2 separate regions of the Mus musculus genome follow, and region 1 is linked to region 2. A link is a contact called in public Hi-C data. All regions are on one chromosome and are shown on one strand. The core of a region is the stretch at or near the end of the contact, and the rest is flanking DNA. Distances in the headings are between cores, read along the strand shown.

Evidence for each region. Hi-C and Micro-C count contacts between places; a contact is called where the count stands out from the background.
Region 1: a contact with region 2 is called in a Hi-C map of bone marrow-derived macrophages, with 19 read pairs. The contact joins two enhancer-like sites. A contact is called at or near these places in 1 of 15 datasets of contacts at CTCF or cohesin (the NIH/3T3 cell line), 12 of 484 Hi-C or Micro-C datasets (B cells, CD8 T cells, Sertoli cells and 8 more), 3 of 115 datasets of contacts at active chromatin or transcription factors (embryonic stem cells, epiblast stem cells and microglia) and 3 of 9 other capture datasets (adipose tissue, liver and pancreatic islet).

What each region holds. Positions count from the first base shown.
Region 1 is chr7:67,611,747-67,615,866 of GRCm38.p6, forward strand. The region is part of intron 5 of Lrrc28 (leucine rich repeat containing 28); the gene reads right to left. Among named protein-coding and RNA genes, the nearest start is that of Lrrc28, 31 kb to the right of the region's middle. Within about 2 kb of position 2,410, at least 41 of the 459 cell types and tissues checked have an H3K27ac peak or open chromatin away from gene starts, as enhancers often do. A contact at or near this core is called in bone marrow-derived macrophages, where this site is marked.
Region 2 is chr7:67,342,883-67,347,187 of GRCm38.p6, forward strand. The region is part of intron 2 of Mef2a (myocyte enhancer factor 2A); the gene reads right to left. Among named protein-coding and RNA genes, the nearest start is that of Mef2a, 28 kb to the right of the region's middle. Within about 2 kb of position 1,324, at least 4 of the 459 cell types and tissues checked have an H3K27ac peak or open chromatin away from gene starts, as enhancers often do. A contact at or near this core is called in bone marrow-derived macrophages, where this site is marked.

The DNA of each region.
Region 1 (4,120 bases), core at 1,160-3,659, 270 kb after region 2:
GATCATGGGGATCCCAGCCCGACAGATACACCTGCATAACAACTCAGGGAACATTAAAGAAGAGGGAGCAGAAATAGTGAACGAATCATAACTACACAAAGCCTGCTGTGAAACAGTTTCTCCTAGAAATGGCTGCCTAGACAAGATCTGAACAAAGGCAATATCAACGGACATGATCATGGGGAAAAGTTCACGAGGTCTCACCATAAACAAAGAACCGCAGGCAATTTGAGAGAAGGGGAATTAGCCCCTCTTGGGAATGCCCCTTATCTGTTGGCCAATGCAGTGATCAACCTTGAAACCTACAAGCACATCATCAACAAAATGGGTCTGATGGGTTGTAGTTATGTAAATATGTGTGTATTAGAGAGAGAGAGAGAGAGAGAGAGTGAGACTACCACGTCCCCCTTGAGAGGGGATGGGGGGGCTGTGAGGAAAGAATGGGGAAAAGTGATACAATTCTATTTCAGCTAAGACATTAAATAAACAATGTATCAACAACAAAGAACAAAGTTGTAGTGAGATGTAGAAAAATACCAACTAATTTAACATGTAACAAGTTCCACAAAGAGAATGTGATGCAGAAAAATATTTGAAGAAATGACAGACAACTTTCAATGCTGGGGGAAAAAAAGACAGAGATAATTATTTTTAAAACATACATCAAGCCACATCATAGATAAAACAGTGATACCAAGATAATGAGAACCACCTTCCTACAGCAATAGTGAAAGCCATTAGAGGTGTGGGAACGAATGGACGGCATGAGGACAGACTTTTACCACACACAATGGAGGGCAGGGAAATGGAGAGTCACCCTTAGAGAAAGAAATCTAGCCAACTCAGAATTCCTAAACCAAAAGCAAATAACCCCCAAGTTGGCTCCCTGTCCCTGTGTAGAACTGCATTACAAGAAATAGTGAAGGGAGCCTCCGCTCGAGCTGAGGAGAAGTGCACACAGCAGAAGTCTCTAGGGAAGAGAATGACGAGCATATGTGCATGTTAATCTACAGAGAAAATCTAACCGACCTAAGAGCACCAAGGAAGGATGCACATGGGACTATGCTACTGTCAGGTCCCCTTGACACAACGGCACATGTGTCTCGAGTGTTAAGGGTGCATAGAGAAAAGCTATACAGGAAATAAATACAACACTGAAGCGTGTGCAGGCAACCCGAAATAAAATGGATAGGGAGCACAGAAGAAGCACAACCTATGGTAGTCAGTTGTAGGAAGGGCAACTTCAAAAACACAGACCTTTGGATGGCAAGATGGCTCCCTGGGTAAAGGTGCTTGCCAGCAAGTCTGGTGACATGAATTTGATGTCCAGGACCCACAAATGGAAGGAAAAAACCAACTTCAAGTTGTCCTCTGACCATCATACATGTGCTTTGGTAAGCACGCGTACACTCACGCTCACACAAACACACACACACACACATTTTTTATTTTTTAAAAAAATAAAAAAATGTAAAGCTTGGGCTAGAGAGATGGCTCAGCAGCTTAAGGCATGTAGTGCTCTTACAAATGATACAAATGCAATTCCTGGCATGCATAATTAGGTAGCCTGCAATTATGCAATCACCTATAACTCTAGCTCCAGGGAGTCTGACGGCTTCTTCTGACTCCATTGGTGCCTGCGATCATATGGTCACACCGTCACACAGACACACATGTGCACTTAACTGCAAGATAAAATTAGGAAGGTGCCGGATCGATGGCTCAGCAGTTATGAGCACTGGCTGCTCTACAGGACCTGCATTCTAACCTTGGCTCTCACATGGTCGCTCACAGCCATCATTCCAGCCTAGGAAATTCCTTCTTATGGCTTCCACAGTCATGACATTCATGTGGTGCATAGACATACATGGAGGCAAAACACTCATGTACGTGATTATAAAGTAATAAAGAGAAAAAAATAAAAATAGAAAAGCCATGAGATCACCATTCTCCTATAACAACCAACACAGGTGGTTATGCCACATAATCATCATTCCTAAAACCCATTGGCCCAGAGGTCACAATTATCTATCCTAAGCCAACTTTAATAAGGGACAAACCTACTTTAAAAGAAAAGAGGACCCCAGTTGCTATGCCCTGATTGAAAGAAAGGGAGGAAAGGAATCTGTCCTAGACAAAAGCTAATGAGAAATCAGTTCAGCTGTGAAAGGTAGCTTGTGCGCGCGCGCACACACACACACACACACACACACACACACACACACACACACACACACATGCTGATGCAATTTTCCCAAGGTACTGGAGGCTTTCAGCTAGGGAAAACTGGGGGATGGAGATAATAAGAAAGCCAAGATAAATTTCTGGGAAGCGAGTATAGAGAAGCAAATAAGGCCACAGTGGGACACAGGAAGAACCCTCATGGGATAGGGGCCAGGGGCAGCTCTGGTGATGGAAATCTCTCAGCAATTGAAAAAGCCAGCCACCAGCATGTAAAACAGGAAGCGGTCTCCTGCAAATCAAAGGAAAGGTTCTAAATAGCCTGTAAACACACGACAAGGTACTTGTCACTCTCAGGCAAGAGGAAAATACAAACTAAATTCAAAATAAAGGGACTATTTTTATACCCAGTAGCACTGCTAAAAATAAGCAGGAGAGGCCGAGAGGACCACACTAGGAGGCGGGGCCAGGAGCCTGCTCTGTCCTGCCCAAGGGTAAGGACTGAGCTGGTCTCTCCGAAGACTGCTAGGAAGTGTCTTATAAAGTTAAATGTACATTTGCCCTGTGAAGCAACAACTTTCATTCTTGAGATATTTTGCCCCAAAGAAACAAAAAAGGCATGTCCACAAAAAGCCTTGTTCCACTGGGTTTTCTTAGCTTTATCTGTATGGACGTCACCATTTTTAAGCCTATATGCTCACTAGGAGGAACTGGGTACTTACGCAATAGAACACTGCTTTGAAATAAAAGTAAGTACCGATGTATGCAAGAACATCTACTCAATGAACAGCAGGAATGCTACCCCAAATCATTCGCAATGGAAGAAGCCACATCCAGGGAGCACACTTAAGAACGAGAGAGGGTAGCAGTATGGAACCTGAAAGGACCACTCTGAGGGTAGGAGGGAGACAAGCACCGTGGGAGGCAGAGGGCGGGCAATAAGAACATATGATCTATATGAAAGGAATATCTCAATCAAACCTGTGGCTAACGAAAAGACAAAAGTCACAGAGAAGTCTATTATTATGTATAATTAATGTACAGTAATAGGGCCAATGATTTGACTCAGCAGCTAAGAGTGGTTACTGCAGAAGCCTGGTGGCTGTTGTCTGTCTCTGGAACACGCATAAAGGGTTAGGACAGAACCGACTTCACAAACCTGTCCCAACTTCCACACATGCGCCATGGCTCACCCCACAGCACACCCCACATACCCAAATATCATATTCTCACATAAGAATAATGAAATGTTTAAACAGACTTCATTCATTCATAGAAATATGCATATGTACAATAACAATATGTTCATGATTTTAATTTACAAAAGAAACACAAAGAACACGCAACATGGCTTTATGACATCCCACTTACGCAGAGTCAGGTCAGTCATCAGGAGAGTTGCATAGTTCCTTCCCATGCCGTCTCCCTATCTGTCTACTATTCTCTATATCCTGTGCAGTATTATTACAGTCAAGTGGGACCAAAAGAGGAGTAACAGGCATATTATAGAAGGTCAAAAGGTGACAGAAAACGCCCCTGGCCAAACAGGGACCTGCTAGCAATGCTATGACTGATGCTATGACTGACTTCCCAACCACTAGCAGGACAGTATGGTGCGCAACAGGCTCCGGAGCTGAGAGACATGATCAGTGTGTCACACAAGCAGTCTGAGCCTTGGAGGCACAGGCACTGTGCAGCAGTTGGCTGCAGCTCACACACACCACCCAGCTAGAACTAGCTCAAGTAGAAAGCCTATGACCCTCAAGAACAGAGCCAGGAGGCAGGATACTGAAGGAGGGCAAGATGCCTCAACCTACTGGATGCTTAATGTTCACTTTTCTTTTACTCTAACACGTCTGACCTAGTACCTGAGAAGGTTATCACAGTACAGTGTAATAATCCAGAAAATGAGGCAGATCAACTTTCACAATCCGCCACG
Region 2 (4,305 bases), core at 74-2,573:
ATCTATGGCACATGGAGAGCTGGCCCCAGGGTCATTAGAATGGGAAAATTGGCCATGTCCTTCACTATCTGCAACACTTGGAAGAGCAGGCTCCGCACCTTGCCTGGGCAGCAGAGTAGGGCTGATCCTGGTTTCAGGGGGGTTGGGGTGGTGGTGCTGGTGAGCTGGCCCAGAGGTTGTGGAAGCAGATCCAACAAGCTGATGAGCTCAGGTTCTTTTAATTGGCCCACCTCAGCATCTATCCTATCAATTTAAATGCTGGAGTACTGGTCCTAAAAATCCAAAACTAGAGGATCTCCATGACACAGGGCAAGAAAGAATATACAAGAAGAGTTCCTTTGAGGTTCCAGTATGAATAGAGTAAACCAGACCAATAAATCACTGCAATGAGCATTTGCAAGCAAAGAAATTGCTTCCACAACGAGATGGAGTTTTTTTGTTGTTGTTTTTTGTTTTATTCTCTGTTGTGGGGAAGATTGCAAAAGTAAAGGGCAGGTACGGGGATGAGGTAGATGAGTGGGATTAGGGTAAATGGAACCAATAAAAAAGTTAAAAAAACAAACAAACCCTTAAGAGCATCAGTATTCCTAAGACATCAGTACCTTTCTCAACAGTCAACCCTCCTTTACCTCAAAAGGAGACCATTTTCCTGATTATTTTGGTAGTAATACACAGTAACTCAGTCTTTAGTGAGTTCTCATAACTAAGTATCCTTCAAAACAAGTATTACTAATCACTTAAATCTCAGTTCCTCTACTACAGTTATCACAGACTCTTTGCGGTATTTTCTTGATTAGTAATAGGCTAAGAATCTCTTTGCCTGCTTTGTAAATATTTAGATTTTCTTTATGGGGTGCTTGTCCAAGTCTCTTTTCCTTCTTTCACTGAACTGTCCATGATTGACAAGAGTGCTCTGAATCTTTGGATTTGGCCCTTTTGTCTGCTAAATGTATTAAAATTATCTCTATATTTTCCTATAGAAGCTTCCAACTGTTTTATAGTTTTGCCTTCTAATTAAAAATGAATAATCTGTCTTTGCTTTCTGCATTGTAGAAAATAAGAAAATAAGGTACTTCTTTTTCCAAATAGATTATCAATTATTTCATTTTTAGTTACTGAACAATTCTTTACTCTGCTGTTATAATTTCTGTCCTAAAGCAAATGTCTATATGCACATGGATCCTTTTCTAGGCTTTTGCTTCCTTTTTGTTTAACACAGTATTTTTTATTTTATGGAATTAATCATTGCATAAGCTTAAAACATCTGACTCACTTGATATGATAATCCTTCCTCAAAAATGTCAAACTGTTAAGATCCAGCATCCATGTGTATATGCTTGCTGCCCAGCCAGCATGCACATAAGCACCAGCATACCCACAAATATAATCATACACATACAGGCTCCATCTCCTACACATTTTAAAAAACATGATTACAAAGAAATTTAGTATGCTTGGAAAGATACGGATTCAGGAGTTGGTAAAGTGCTTATTTTGTAAGCATAAGGACCTGAATTTGATCCCCACCACCCAAGTAAAAGGCTAGGCATGGTGCTCACATTCCTAATCCCAGAGCTGAGGAGGCATAAACAAGCGGATCCCTGAGGCTTAGTGGATGACAGTCAGCCTAGCCTAACAGGTGAGCCACAGGTCCCAAAGAAAAACAAAGTGAATGGATGGCTCTTAAGAAACAACACCCAAGGCTGACCAATGACCTCTACTCACATATGCACATGTGCACCCCCACCAGCATACATATGCATGAAGGAGAAACAGAAGTAAAACTTGGAAGAAAAAATAACTATGCTAATAAGTTTGAAACCATCTTGGATGATAGATACTTCTGGAGTAAAACAGTGATCTCAGACTCTCATATTTGCCATACAAATAAGTCACAGAAAAAAAGAAAACTGAAAATAAGAATGAGTGGTGGTATCAGTAGCAATGAAGACAATTCAAATACATTTTCATTTGCAAGGAAAAGACTAGAATAAATGGAGTATTTAAGAAATAATAGCCAATGGGGCTGGTGAGATGGCTCAGTGGTTAAGAGCACTGACTGCTCTTCCAAAGGTCCTGAGTTCAATTCCCAGCAACCACATGGTGGCTCACAACCATCTGTAATGAGATCTGACTCCCTCTTCTGGAGTGTCTGAAGACAGCTACAGTGTACTTACATATAATAATAAATAAATAAATCTTTAAAAAAAGAAATAATAGTCAAAACATTTCTACATTTAATTTTTTTTAAAAAGCTAAGCAAAGTCATCTCCAAGAAAACCATCCAAAATACAACACAATCAAATTACTAAACCTCAGTAATAGTTCCCCCCTCCCCTGCCAACCTTTCTAAGACAGGATCTGTCAGGCAAGGCATGCTTGAAACTCACTATGTACTTCAAGCTGACCTCAAACTCAAAGTAGTCTTCCTGCCTCAGCCTCCTGAGATCTGAATTATCAGTGTGCGCCACCACATCTCTCTTTTTAAGTCTTTTTTCTTTTACTTTCTTTTTTTTTATTTTGGTATTTATTTTATTTACATTTCCAATGCTATCCCAAAAGTCTCCCACCCACTCTCCCACCCACTCCCACTTCTTGGCCTTGGAGTTCCCCTGTACTGAGGCAGATAAAGTTTGCACAACCTATGGGCCTCTCTTTCCACTGATGGCCGACTAGGCCGTCTTCTGATACATATGCAGCTAGAGACACGAGCTCTGGGGGTTACTGGGTAGTTCATATTGTTGTTCTACCTATAGGGTTGCAGATCCCTTTAGCTCCTTAGTTACTTTCTCTAGCTCCTTCATTGGGGGCCCTGTGATCCATCCAATAGCTGACTCTGAGCATCCACTTCTGTGTTTGCTAGGCCCGGGCATAGTCTCACAAGAGACAGCAATATCTGGGTCCTTTCAGCAAAATCTTGCTAGTGTATGCAATGGTGTCAGCATTTGGAGGCTGATTATGGGATGGATCACTAGATATGGCAGTCTCTAGATGGTCTATCCTTTCGTCTCAGCTCCAAACTGTGTCTCTGTAACAACTTCCATGGGTGTTTTGTTCCCAATTCTAAGAAGGGGCAAAGTGTCCACACTTTGGTCTTCGTTCTTCTTGAGTTTCATGTGTTTAGCAAATTATATCTTATATCTTGGGTATTCTAAGTTTCTGGGCTAATATCCACTTATCAGTGAGTACATATTGTGTGAGTTCTTTTGTGATTGGGTTACCTCACTCAGGTTGATGCCCTCCAGGTCCATCCATTTGCCTAGGAATTTCATAAATTCATTCTTTTTAATAGCTGAGTAGTACTCCATTGTGTAAATGTACCACATTTTCTGTATCCATTCCTCTGTTGAGGGGCATCTGGGTTCTTTCCAGCTTCTGGCTATTATAAATAAGGCTGCTATGAACATAGTGGAGCATGTGTCCTTCTTACCGGTTGGAACATCTTTTGGATATATGACCAGGAGAGGTATTGCGGGATCCTCTGGTAGTACTAAAAGACTCTGTAGCTATGGCTGGCTCAGGGGTTAGGAGCACTGAATGTTCTTACAAAGAACCAGAGCTGGGTTTGCTTCCCAGCACCCACGTGGCAGCTTACAATCATCCCTAGCTCAGTTCCAGGGGATCTGGTGCCATCTTCTGGAATCCATCAGCATCAGACACACATGCAGTGTACTTACATATCCCAAGTAAAACACTCAAAATAAAAATACAAGTCTTACAAACAACCAAAAGGTGGAAAAAAAAAAAAAGGAAAGTTTGCACATAAAAAGAATAATAGGATTTCTGTGAGGTACTACAGAAATCATTTCTGTAACTATCTCATAACCTACTACAGAGTTAATGAAGGTCATTTTATGGCCAAAAAAAAAAAGCCAATTCCTCCTAAAAGACACTAAATAGTCATATGTATCCAATAATAGAGCTTCAAAATACATGAGCCAAGAAGTGAAAGAGAAACAAATCCAGTTATCATATTCAATTATTAGAACAACCAGAACATCAGGGTGTAAGCTTCAAGAGTTAAAAAAGAAAACTACTCAAGTAATTTGACCTATCGATTTTAGAGATTTCTACTCAAACACAGTCTTCTTGGCACACATTAAAACAATCGCCAACACAGTCCATTTTCTATGCCTTCTCATAAATGTCAGAAAGTTCACAAAATGTCAAACAATGCATGTTCTGATTAAATCAGTGCCCTATAAAGAAATACATCTGTAAATTTACACAAATATCTGGAAAGTAAATAGAAAAAACTCACAATGGAAAATCCATATGTTATAATTCAATGTAAATAACCATGTG